2 separate regions of the Mus musculus genome follow, and region 1 is linked to region 2. Evidence: chromatin contacts called from public Hi-C data. All regions are on one chromosome and are shown on one strand. Each heading gives the region's core, a stretch centred on a gene start, on an enhancer-like site or on the middle of the called end of the contact. The rest is flanking DNA. Distances are from core to core; before and after follow the strand shown.

The links. A called contact is a pair of places that touch in the nucleus more often than the background predicts.
Region 1: a Hi-C map of liver shows a contact between it and region 2, with 2.3 times the contacts expected there. The contact joins the enhancer-like site here to the promoter of 9330111N05Rik in region 2. A contact is called at or near these places in 1 of 39 promoter capture datasets (neutrophils), 3 of 484 Hi-C or Micro-C datasets (liver and nephron progenitors), 2 of 115 datasets of contacts at active chromatin or transcription factors (hepatocytes and stem cell-derived neural progenitor cells) and 1 of 9 other capture datasets (embryonic stem cells).

The regions. Positions count from the first base shown.
Region 1 is chr13:81,330,609-81,336,522 of GRCm38.p6, reverse strand. All of the region lies in intron 83 of Adgrv1 (adhesion G protein-coupled receptor V1), which reads left to right. Among named protein-coding and RNA genes, the nearest start is that of Gm32639, 230 kb to the right of the region's middle. Within about 2 kb of position 4,377, at least 20 of the 459 cell types and tissues checked have an H3K27ac peak or open chromatin away from gene starts, as enhancers often do. A contact at or near this core is called in hepatocytes and liver, where this site is marked.
Region 2 is chr13:80,960,635-80,967,353 of GRCm38.p6, reverse strand. 9330111N05Rik (RIKEN cDNA 9330111N05 gene) reads right to left here and starts at 3,280. Exons shown (of 2, transcript NR_015587.3): 1 at 2,961-3,280. Gm4211 (a long non-coding RNA gene) reads left to right here and starts at 5,920. Exons shown (of 3, transcript XR_382678.2): 1 at 5,920-6,706.

The DNA.
Region 1 (5,914 bases), core at 3,128-5,627, 370 kb before region 2:
AGAGACACGAGCTCCGGGGGGTACTGGTTAGTTCATATTGTTGTTCCACCTATAGGGTTGCAGACCCCTTCAGCTCCTTGGGTGACAAGCTGTTTTATATGTGTTAAAAAAGAATGCAAATATACCACTTTGCTTATAGAATGTGCTCATCTGTGGCTGTCTGCTGCTTCTGGGATTCTACATGTTTAGAGAGCAACAAACACATGTTCTTATTGTCTAAAAGATGAAATCTAACATGACTTGGTAATGTTGCTATTTTTGTGCTGTAATCAGATAAACAACTATTATTCTCATATATAAAATTGCATAATTTTATATAATTCAATTAAGTAGCAAATTCTCCTAGCTAAGAGAGGACATGTAATTTAAAAGTAGGTGGCTAGTTCTGCCCTGCATGAAACAACTGTTAGCTGGGATATTTTGTTCTGAGAATCAACAAAAAACCCTGAGCAACTAAACAGGGACCAAGAAAGGCAGAGAATGTGAGGGCTTGATTGTGGAACCAGACCCTAGAAGGTCTAGTCCCTGGTAACAGTTTCTGTACTACTTGACATGTGATATGCTGTTGATAGATTTTGCTTGTGGACAAGCAACTGCAAGTTAATACAGGTCCCTGAAGATTCTAGAATTAGGAAAAAAAGGTAAGAGGCCTTTCCGGGTGTCTAGGTAAAAGATATTGATGGTTTTAACCACAAGATTTGAGGTGGAACAAAAGGTTTGCAATATATCTTGAACATAAAGCTGGCAGCATTTGCCAGTGGATCAACTATGTGTGGGCAAACTCAGGAGAAGAAAAGCAATCCTGACTTGAATTTTGAGTCATTTAATCTTTGATTCTTTTCCCCTGGATATACAAATTACAAAATGACTTCTCCTTTAAGAACTCTACTTTATATAAGTGCCCTATTTTTATGTTGCTTCCTATCACTCTCCCTCTCTCTCTCTCTCTCTTTCTCTCTCTCTCATCTGTTCATGGAAACTTACAGATTATACCTGTTTTGTGAACTTTCCACCAGATGTTGAAATCCTTGTTCTTTCATTAAACTTCTCTGATTGACCAAAGACCAGACTATTTCCACATAGTTTAATCAGTTGGAAGAAAGTCCTAAAACCTCCCTAGCCCAGAGCAGACAGAACACTGTCTCCTCAGTACACTGCACTGAGCCTTTGTTAGAGAAATACAATGGCCTCAGGTGTAGTAATATCTTCTTCTACGAGTCTCTGTTCTATGTTCAAACTGTGTCTGTCATTGATATTTAGTGCCTATAGATCAGTGGCTGCTATGTGTTCAATAAATATTCTAAATGATACTATCCTTTTTATTCCAGTGTAGTCACTGTGTTTGGTAAGAATTTAATCACCTTTCACCAGTAACCAGTTCCTTTTCATTTCATATTTAAGGAACAACACAGTATTACTGAAATCCCCTTTCCTTTTCTCAGCAGAGCAGCCAGCTTTGTGTGTTGAAGTGCCGGCCTCTTTAGAACACTGGCTTTATCACTGTCTCTGTTGTGATGATGCCCACCTTTGTCATTCTGCCACCCAGATCATATAGCTATTTAGCCATTTCTATGCTAGAAACTGTGGGACAGGAGGAAAAACCCTTTGGTTTCAGAAACCGTTGACATTCTGCTGGAGTAATAAATGTAGAACTTTCATTTAGTTGACTTCAATATTGTTTTACGAGCCATGTTTAGCAACAGGAATTAATTTCCTTTGAGTATCACCATGGACTTTAATAAAGCACCAATGATTTATTTGCTTTGTGTCTAAGATTAACTGAGTTAAGAATGGAAAAATCCGATTAGATCCTGAGAGACTGGTCCTTTCCCCAATGCAGGATTATGTGCTAAAGTACATCTCCTGATCTTTGTTCTTTTTTAAGAACATTCTTCCTGTATTCATTTGGAGGACTTTACTCTAATGGAGTATTTCACTCCATGAAATTATGCCATGCATTGACTTTAGCTAGAGTCAAAACCTTTATGTTTGTTTTATCCTACACATTGAAGTTTGTTAACACAACATATTTCTTTAAATGGAGATTCTCTACTCCTGTAGAAGCTAAATCATAGCCATCTTGTTCTCTTTTACTGAAGAAACATTAACTATTATTTTTGGAATCATGCTATTTTGTTTGGACCGTGCCCGAACTATTGGTCATTTGTGACGTATACTTTATGGGTGAGAAATTAGAATGAACCTTCAACCAGTGGGCCAGCAGATCAGAGTTATTTTCCATTGTTTTCATGTCAAAAAGGCGAGTTCAAAGATTCGTGAGCCAGGAAGACATGAATAGTTTGAATAATGACATAGTGATTTTTATGTTCTTCAGTACCCTGAAGTTGTACATCTTGACTGGCTGAGATGCAACAGGTGAATTCTGTCTGTAGACCCCTATCTTAGAAGACAAGAAAGATGAGCTCACTAGACAATGTTTTAAAAGTTAAAACACATCTGTAAAAGTAACTAGGAGATAGTGTAACTTCAAAATATGGCAGGTCACTAGTGCTTTCAGCTGGGACACTGTCATCTTCTCCTTAATAACAGATGCATTTTATATAATTCTCAAAGAGCAGGTTAAATGATTCTGAAAAACTAAAATAGCTAACTTTGAAAGCAGAATAAATACTAATATTGGATGCACATATTTTTCTAATAACAGTCTGAAGTTAAGCAATTACTTAAATTATTAAGTAACTATTCTTCACTAGGGAGACTGGCTGAGTACCAATTTGCTCTTTAAAAATTTGCCGTGGCTCATCAATATCTCCAAGATGATTTCTAATACAGTATATGCTCCTTAATACAATGTATGCTTTGTCCCTCCACTGCCTTCCAGCCTCTCCTTCTTCCTGTTTTTAGTCCCTCCTCCTGGTCCAGCCTCACACCCCAGGTGTTTTTCCCTGAACTTGCTCTGTGGAGAGTCCTGGGCAGAAGTTACATCTTCTTTCTGTCTTTACTGATTTTCCTTCACGCATACTATAGCTCTTCTGCTGGGAGCTTGGCAATGCTGAGATAATGAATATCTTTATGACATTAGATCTCATGGAACACAGTTGGCTCACAGGCACTCCACCATCATGAGAAGATTATGGTTGGGCTGAGACAGTAACTCACAGGGACCAGAGTTCAATTCCCACTACCGTGGCAATAAGAGGATTAGTGTTTTCTTGTGGAAGTGGGTCAGATTTCCTGGAACTGGATCAGTTCCAGAAGAAGGCATTTGATATAGTGAGCCTACTTCCTCTCCTGAATTTCTCTTCTTCTCAAATCTGTCAACAGTTGTGCATGTGTTCTTGCTAAGATGGCTGGACATCTCCAAATTTCATTAGGTATGGCTGCATTGTCTTGCATTCTCTGGGTTCTTTAAGACACGGTTGATGTTTTACTTACATTTATAGTTGTATTTACTTGTACCTGGCTCTTCATCTAACATGTTCCACAGGGTTTGCCAGGTATGTAATTATAGGAATATTTTAGGTATTTATAGGATTTGCTAATATATTAATAAACTAATGGCATGATACTTCACAGATACACAGTAATCAATGTTATAATGACTAGTGTCCAATATTTTTTATTCTGAGTCTTCAGATCTCACATAAGGGAAGAGATCTGTGCCTATTGAGTTTTTGTCAGAAGTCTTTCTTATTCATTACTTTGAACTCCACTGCAATGAACCCAACTTAATAATTTAAGGTAAATTATGTGATATCATATAACTATGCTAATTACAGACGTACTATTTTGTGCATTTGTCTAAGTAGACAATTACTGTTATTCTGGGGACTCCTGGGAACATTTAAGAATCATTTATCGCTAGCGTGTATAACATGAATTCTTATCTCTGGGCAATGGAAACCTGAGGAAAGGGACTCATGAAAATGTTAAACACACACACACACACATACACACACACACACAAACTAATGCTGTAGGTGGTTGCATTTAAAAGCTTAGAGGATAAAATAACTGCTATGGAAATTCAGGCAATGACTCACTGAGACTGTTACAGAAGGACTAAAGAAGGAGAGGGATTCAAGGGGGATGTTAATACCGAAAAGGACAGGATCTCCAGAAACACAGTGATTTATGACAGCGTCTAGGTTTCCAGAGTAAGGAATATTCCCTTGGTCCCCACTTGTCCCTTTATTTTGTTCACTAATCACTCTTATCTGTCTCCTGCTTTGCACAGGGTCACAGGTCACACTGGCTAAGCTCTGGGAAAGGGTCCAGTAGGAAACATGTAAGGAACTTCCTGGCTGTAACAGAAGATCCCTGCAGTATGGAATTGCTTTGTTGCTTGGGCCTCCCATCTGTTTCCTTGTCCCTTCACCAACCCGGGGCTAAAGTGCATCTCCTGATTCGGGACTCCTTGGCCTTTGACCATTCCCAAAGCCTTCCACTGTGCTCTGGCCCTCCCCTTGTCTGTGCAGCGTCTCTGCCTTTGATCTCTGAATGCCTGGGATCTGTAAATTCTCATTTCTTCCAAGCCAAGATTCCAGGCTTGCTGGCCTCACTTCTGCTACCTGGCTTGTTATGTACTTGGATTATTCTGCATCTAGTGCTGGCCTTCTGTGTAGATTGCTATGTATCTAGTGCTGCCCTACAGCATGGATTACTCTATAGCAGCTGCTGGCCTACTGTATGGATTAATCTCTATCTAGTCCTGAGTTAGTGCACTGTTAATATTACCAACTATAAGACAAGATTTAAGTCTTCTGCCCAGATTCTGTTCTGTCCTGTCAATTGGATTGCTTGATATAGCAGATTCACTGTGGATACTGAAAATATCTGTAAGAATACAAGAGGGGGAAAAAGAAATGAGGTCAAACTGGATTGGGATAGAAGACCTTCAGGAAAAGTTCAAGTTTGTGTTTTATTCTTTAGATCAGTGATCCTCAAAGTGAGTAATTTGGATCCAAAAGTAAACAAGATGACTCTTAGGAAAATGGAAAGAAATTATTATAATGACAAAGTCTAGGTATTCAGTTTTTCCAAAAAAAATTCTCATTTAAATGCAAAGGAAGTGAACATGTATTTAAAAATATCAATATTTAAATTATGAGCTGACCCAGCTTACTCTTTATATCGGATGGTCACATGCTGAGTTTGGTCATAGGCTTCGAAAAGAGAGAGAATTCCATTACCTGGCATGCTTGACTGGAGCACCTTATTTGTTTGTCGAGCATGTTGGAGCAATTGCAATTTATGTGTGCTTAGCTTTGCAGGTCACGTTTCTAGCTGTATCTAAAACAACATTCAAAGAATAGACATGGACCTTATGAACATCTCCACCGAGAACCTAGAGTTGAAGCTACTGCTCAGAGCGTCACTGTGAGAGGCAGCTCATACTTCTACAGCCAGGACCAACTCTTCTAACCCAGCCTGAGCAAAGGGCAATGACATCCTAATGAGGTGCAGTAGAACCAGGAAGGCCAAGGACACTTAGATATTGATTTGTTCAAGCGTCTTTGACATAGGATCCCACATGAGTCATATTCTGCTTATAAACTGCCCATTTATATGCAAAGGTTATGTCAGTCTCACATTCAACCTTTAGAAGTCTACATTCACCATATGTATTCATCTATGTACGTATTATATCATCTACACAAACAATATCTGCACTTGACCAAATGATCAAACACATTTTAGTGACCATAGTTATTTTGTAGTTCCCTAATTAAAAATGTTTAGAGAGCACAAGTAATTCCAACAGTGGATGGTTTCAGTATGTGAGTGACAAGAGGGATTTAGAGTTTTCTGAAGTCTATTCTGATGAAAAAATATTATTTATTTAATGACTAGACTTTCACTTAAAGGCACAAGCTACCAAACTTTCTTGTGTAAATAGCTCAGGTCCGGTAGATACGTCCTCAACATACTGAGTATGATTTTGGGTGAATGA
Region 2 (6,719 bases), core at 2,031-4,530:
CATTATAAAGGCTTCAAGAGAAGTTGCCTTGAAGAGAAGTCACTGTTTAGCTGGAAGGAGACAGGTTAAAACCCATAAAATAACAGCCAGTAGAAGAGAATAATGTGTTAGTTATTTTACAAAATGTGATTGACATTTTAAAATAATGGTTATTTTTAATGACAATTTTTACATTGTGCCTTCTCACTTATTAAAAGTAAAATGTCCAAATCTGCCTTTTCTGAGTATAATATCACCCCCTCTTGTCCAGGCTGGCCTTAGATGTCTACCGTCCTGCCACCCAAGTAACTGGGATTAAATGTACAGGCCATGATACCTTGCATGGCTCTCAATGGCATCCAAATCCTCTTGCTAGCTATGAATATAACTTTACTTGGAAGCAGATTATTTATAGATATGTTTGATTTAATATGAGTTTATTTAAAAAGGGACCTCATGTAATCTGGCCAGTATCTTTACTTTTTTATTTTTAAGTTTTAGACAGGGTATCATTATGTACTCCTGGATGAGTGGGAAATTCAAGATCCATCGATCTCTGCCTCCAAGTGCTGGGATTCAAGGCATGCTCCACCACACTGACACGACCCGTTCATTGTTGTTTGTGTGCTTTAAATGTCTTAGCCAGGTTGTCCTGGTGCATGCTTTTTAGCTCTTATTTATGTTAGTACACGGTCGCTCTCTTCAGACACACCAAAAGAGGGCATCAGATCCCATTACAGATGGTTGCGAACCACCACGTGGTTGCTGGGAGTTGAACTCAGGACCTCTTGAAGAGCAGTCAGTGCTCTTAACCTCTGAGCCATCTCTCCAGCCCCATGACCAGTTTTTAAATCAATCCTTTTTCATTTTTCTTTTAATTTTGTGATTATATCAACATCATTTCTACCTTCTCGTTCCAAAATTTCCCATATTGCCCTCATTGCTCTCTTTTAATAATATGGCCTGTGAGGGGTGTGTGTGTGTGTGTGTGTGTGTGTGTGTGTGTGCGCGCGCGTGTGTGTGTACATATATTCCTAACTGTACCTCTGTTCTGACTGTATAATGATAACTTGTATGTAGGTTCTCAGGGCTGATGATTTGATACTGGATAACCAATTGGTGTGTTCTTCCCTGGAGAAGGCTACTTCTCCCACTCTCAGCACTCCTTAGTTCACTATAATTCTTCACAGGGTTGAGGCTCTATCCACCATGGCATTTCAGTGCTATCATCTTTGTGCAGCTCATCTTAGAGGATCATAATGGGACAGATGTTATGGGTGTAGCTTCTGACATTAGTAGGAGACATTACTTCACAGCAAACCCTATAGTCCTTTGGCTCTTAGTCTTTTCACCTTCTCCAGTGTTCCTTGAGTGGGGAAGTGTTTTGTAGATGTATTCACTGGGACTGGGCCCCACAGCTCTGCATTTTGATTGGCTATGGTTTTCTGTAACGGTCTCTGTGGCAAAGAGAAGTTTCCTGGTGAGAGGTGATGACTACACTTATGGTTGGGTACGAAACAGATATTTAAAATTTAGTTAAATATTATGCTGGTTGCTAAAAGTGGTGATTATAGATTCTTTCCCAATTCATGATTTCACTAGCCCCGAGGAGTTAAACAGGTTTCTAGTCCCAAGCCCCCAGTTTCCCTCTAGTTGAGCAAATCTTAAATCCAGTTAGAGAGGTGTTGGTTACTGCCAAAGCTCATGTTCCCCCACTGTACCCTTAGGGTTAGTGTACCATTGTTGCTTATAGAAATTATAGCTGGGTAGAACTTTTGGTTGCCTCCCTCCTTTGGAAACACCATGAAAGCTAGTTGTCAGGAATGGCACATTCAGGTCACTTTCTTATCCCTTTGTCTGAAGTAACTGCTATCTTCAGTAATAGAGATTGTTTTCCATTTTTGGGGGAACAACAAGGACAAGAGCGATAGTCTGTATGTGGGGGAAGTCTCTTGGACAACCCTATTCAATGACTCAAAAGAAGGCCTCTCATTACTGGTGTTGGGTTTTTCTTAGGTGATTTTTGGTTCTGGTAGAAAGCATTGTCAGCCCAGATGAGGAAATTTTATTTAAACTATATATGATATTATACATAGACTAACTGGTATTTTGGGGTTCTTTTAAGGTAGCTAATGGTATGATTCAGGCATCCTTACTGTTATCTTACTCTCTCCTTCTGTGTTTATGTGCCTTCTCTTCCCTAATAACAGCACACCCCTTTTCCCAATTATCCATCGTATCTCTTGTACCCTGCTATTTCCATCTGTATCACTTCCCCACACCCATCCCAGAAATGGTGTGCACTTGCATTTGTCAGTGTGGAACTTGGAGCCTCCAGTGAGAGCACATGACCTTAGTAGGGAGTTAATGTGGAGACAAACACAGAAAAAAAATGCCATGTGATCCAAGCAGCATAGACTGTATGCCAGGGACAATCAGAGATCTATGGCCATTGCTGAGATGTAGAAAGGAGCCCAGAGGGGTCTACCTAGAACATGGTGGACAGTCTCCAGGATTGTAAGAGGGTAAGTCCATGTGGTAGTGAATATGCTTGACCCAGGGAGCGGCACTACCAGGAGATGTGGCCATGCTGGAGTAGGTTGGCCTTGTTGGAGGAAGTGTGTCACTGTGGGGGTGCACAATGAGACCCTTCTGCTAGCCATGTGGGAGCTAGTCTTCTAGCAGCATTCAGATAAGGAATATAGAACTCTCAGCTCTTCCCTCTTCCTGCACCATGCCTGCCTGGACGCTGTGATGCTCCTGTCTTGATAATGATGGACTGAACCTCTGAACCTGTAAGCCAGCCCCAATTAAAGGTTGACCTTGTAAGAGTTGCCTTGGTCATGGAGTCTGTTCACAACAGTCAACCCTTAACTAAGATAGTCCACCTTTACTATTTTAGGTACAGTGCTAGGTGTGGCACTTCTTACCGAAGTCCTGGAAAGTGAAAGATGCTGTCCTCCCCCACGCCTTCTCCTTACCTCTGCCAGCCCACTGATCAGTTCTTCCCAAGTTCACGATATAAAGAGACCTCGTAAACATGCCAATTTTGGATGGAGTCTGAGATTCTAGGCTCTAAGGACGCAGCGGAGGATGATTTTGAACTTCTGTTCTCCCTTCCTCCACTCCAGTCTTCAAGCATACTAGGCAAGCACTCCTCCGTCTTTGCTGCGTCAGCAGCTCAGAGAGCCTGTGCTTCTTATGAGCTACTTTGTGATGCTGGGTTGCTGGTCCAAGAACTCTACTTGGACCAACAAGGGCTTGTTGGGGAGTTTGCTCCAATGCTAGCAAAGATGAAGCTGGAAGAGTTTCCCAGAGAAATGAAAATGTCCAGGGATCGGAAGTCGGAACAACTTCCTGCTGAGGCTATAGCTGTGTAGCAGTGTCTGATTAGAGCATCAGGCCTTCGGTTCCATCTCTACCATATCAACAGCGATGTAAATGGCTATCACTATAACAGTACGCTGATATTTTATGTGGCCGCCCCGCATTTTACCTTTCCAGTATTTTAGACAGAAAGATGAATAAGAACACCAGAACCAACGTGGTCTGTGTGTTCAGTCTAGGAAAACTGCTTTCCTCCTATCCTCTGGTAGGCTTTGCGGATCACGTGTTTCACTGGCAGGTGGCCGGTTTCTAGTTTTATTCAGGACATTCTGCAGCTGCAGTTTGGAGTAAAATTGTGCTCTGGGACAGGTGGTCCAAGCTACGTTTGCAGAAATGCTTATCTATCGTTCTCTTCATTTTAAACTCCGAGGAGGAAGCAAGAAACATGGCCGCTATAAAGACAGATTTCAACAGGCCTTCTAAATCCCCGGGACCTCTCCAAGGGCAAGGAAGCTAATCAGTGCCTGAGATGACAGATAGGATGTCGCGATGAAGGCCCTGGATTTTACAGTAAGTCACTGCCTGTACACCATGCCAGATTCCAACCTGACTTGCGTCACCGCAGTGTGGCTTTATGACAAGATTAGTTACCAAACACACTGAAAAGATAACCTTAGGAAACGGAGGGCATAAATAAGACAGAAGTTTGGAACCGCGGAAGTATTAAAAAAATCCAAACGAAGATCATCTCAAAGTCACTGTTCAAGGACAAAGCCGGGATTTGCGCCAACAAGCTTCGATGGAAGAATTTGATCCCTAGACTAGTCAGCCCTTAAGGCAAAGAAAACAACGCAGGAAGTTAGTGCTGGGCTTGGTCGGGATTCAAAAGCTGTAAACCCTGCGCTGCTCCGGGAAGCGCAGAGACCGGTCTGCAGCACTGAGGGCTCGGCCTCGGCGTGCACGGAGCCCGGCAGCCTCTGGCTGTGCAGGGCGAAGCGGGAGTCCGCGGGAGCGGTGACTCAGCGCTGAGTCAGGCGAGCGCTACGTGCCGGGAGACCGGCTGTCAGGAAGGGCGTCCCAGCGCCTCGGCCGCGGAGACCCCGGGGCCACTCACCCGCCGCACGCACGGGCCAGAGCGGGTGACGTCCAGGATCCGCAGCGGGGGTGGGGTGGGGGGTGGGGGTGGCCCCACGTGACCCCGTTTCCAGGGCTTAGGCTTTCGTCCCATGTATTTCCTCAGATAGGAGATTTCTCTTGCTCTGGCTTGTATTTGTTGTTGTTTGTTTGATTTTTTTTGGAGGGGGGGGTGTGGGTGGGTTTTGTCTGCTTGTTTGTTTTTTGCTTTTGTTTGGTTTTATTTTTTGTTTGCTTACGTTTAATTTTTTTAATAATCCGCACCCAATTTGAGAAATGACATTTTTAAATGAGACACAGGAAGAATGAGTAAATAAAACAAAAACACGCCTTGCAAGTGATGTGTCAAACCTTTGCACGACTTTGAGGTTAAATCATTGTGGCCTTAGTGGAATTGTAAAACATTAGGTATCCTTGGAAAAAGAGAGTTTAACTCGGTTTTGATGTTCAGTGTTAAAGGAAGCCAATCTTTGGTCTTTGTGCAATTGCCTTTCTCATAAAGGATTCTAAAAGCTGGAGGCATGTTTGATAGTAACAGAGAACCATGATGGTGTCCTGGGCATTCAGCCCTCTAGCATCCTGTTCGGATTTTTCCAACTGTACTGGTGATTGTGGCAATGCTATGTTGAGAGCCAATGGCAAGTGTTGCATTGTTCAGTGTAGCTGATCAATGAGATAATCCAGAGACAGGTCGAGGGACAGGGACCCCTTTGAGCTGAGTTTTAAGACAATCACACTAGGCCTTTAGAACCTGTGCCAACTGTTGCCAATTGTTTTCCAAGGTCCTAGAATTCTTATTGCTCCTGATGCCAGTGTGCATTTGAAACAGTGCATCGCATCACCATAGAACAGCCTTCTTTCTATTAGGAATGCTTTTCTTGCTTTTTACTAGGTTGAGACTGTCCCAAGACGTGCATGCTCTTTTTTTCTAGTTGTAAAAAAAAAAAAAAAAAAAATTAAATATTTAAATTGGGTGGGGGTGAGCCTTTAACCCCACGATTCGGAAGGCAGGGCATGTGTATTCCTGACTTTGAGGCTAGCCTAGTCTACAGAGCTAGTTCCTGGTCAGCCAGGGTTACACAGAGAAACCCTGAGGGGGAGGGGGAGGTAGGGAGCCATAATAAGGGCGTGGAGATGAAAGATGAGTGTGGTGGGAGGAGGGGGGATTTAAACCACTGTGGTGGGACCCTGTCTCAAAGACCCTAAAATAATAATAATATATAAATAAAATATAAAAAGAAAAAAAAGGAATGCTTTTCTTGCAGGGAAGAGCTTTGAGGTTAGAGTGACTCTCCAAGCTTATATGCAGGCATGACAGCCAGATTTTTTTATAGGAAGTTAAAGACCCTAAACTGACATTGAAAAGGAAGGAAGGGAGGAAGGAAGAAAGGGAGGGAGGGAGGGAGGCAGGAAGGAAGGAATGAAGGAAGGAAGGAAGGAAGAGAGGGAGGGTGGGAGGGAACAAAACTGTGAGAAATGGATGAACTAAGAAATGGAAAGCAATATATTTCAGTTACTGATGACAAGGAACATCTACTGGTTAGGTTAGCCTTTGAAAGTTTGACAATGTTGTGTAGATATTTAAAATACAACTAGTTATATTTGTCAGCTGGTATTTAAAACTGACTTGTTCTGGGTCATTATTCTTACTTAATTTAAATTTGTGCTGCCTTGATGCTCTCAGGGTGATATTTGGAGGCCAGGTTTATTTTAAGGTGTGACTTTGAACCTGTTTCTTGGCTTAGCTAGTCCTGTTTTCTCATCTGAAAAATGGAGGCCAGACACATTGTCTGATCAATTTGTGGAAAGTATTCAATGAAGGGATGCCTAAAAACACTGATGTGAAAAGCAGCCAACAAATTAGTATCTTGTCATTATTATTAAATATGATTAAGCAGCTGGTCAGATGTTACAAAGTATTAATCTTACCTGGGGTAACAAAGACTGGGACTCTACATCACAAATGCAGTGGTTCAGTGACTCTGGGCAGATCCTTGGATACATTCTAAAGTATCTAGGCAAGTGTTCTTTCATTATTAGAGAAAATTAAGTAAAGGGACTCTACATCAAGACAGTGCTGCTAGCCACCAGCTAGCCAGAGAAGTGGTGACTCGTGCAAAACCACCAAGAAGAGCCCCCCATCTTACATCCTTAGAGAGATCTTGGGACAGAGAAGCAGTGCAATCTCAGAAGAGAGGACATGGCCTTTGCCCTTTATGCTAGAGATCAACTCCCTGAATGCGTAGCAGTTCCTCCTCGCACTGAGGTAAGAGCTTCTT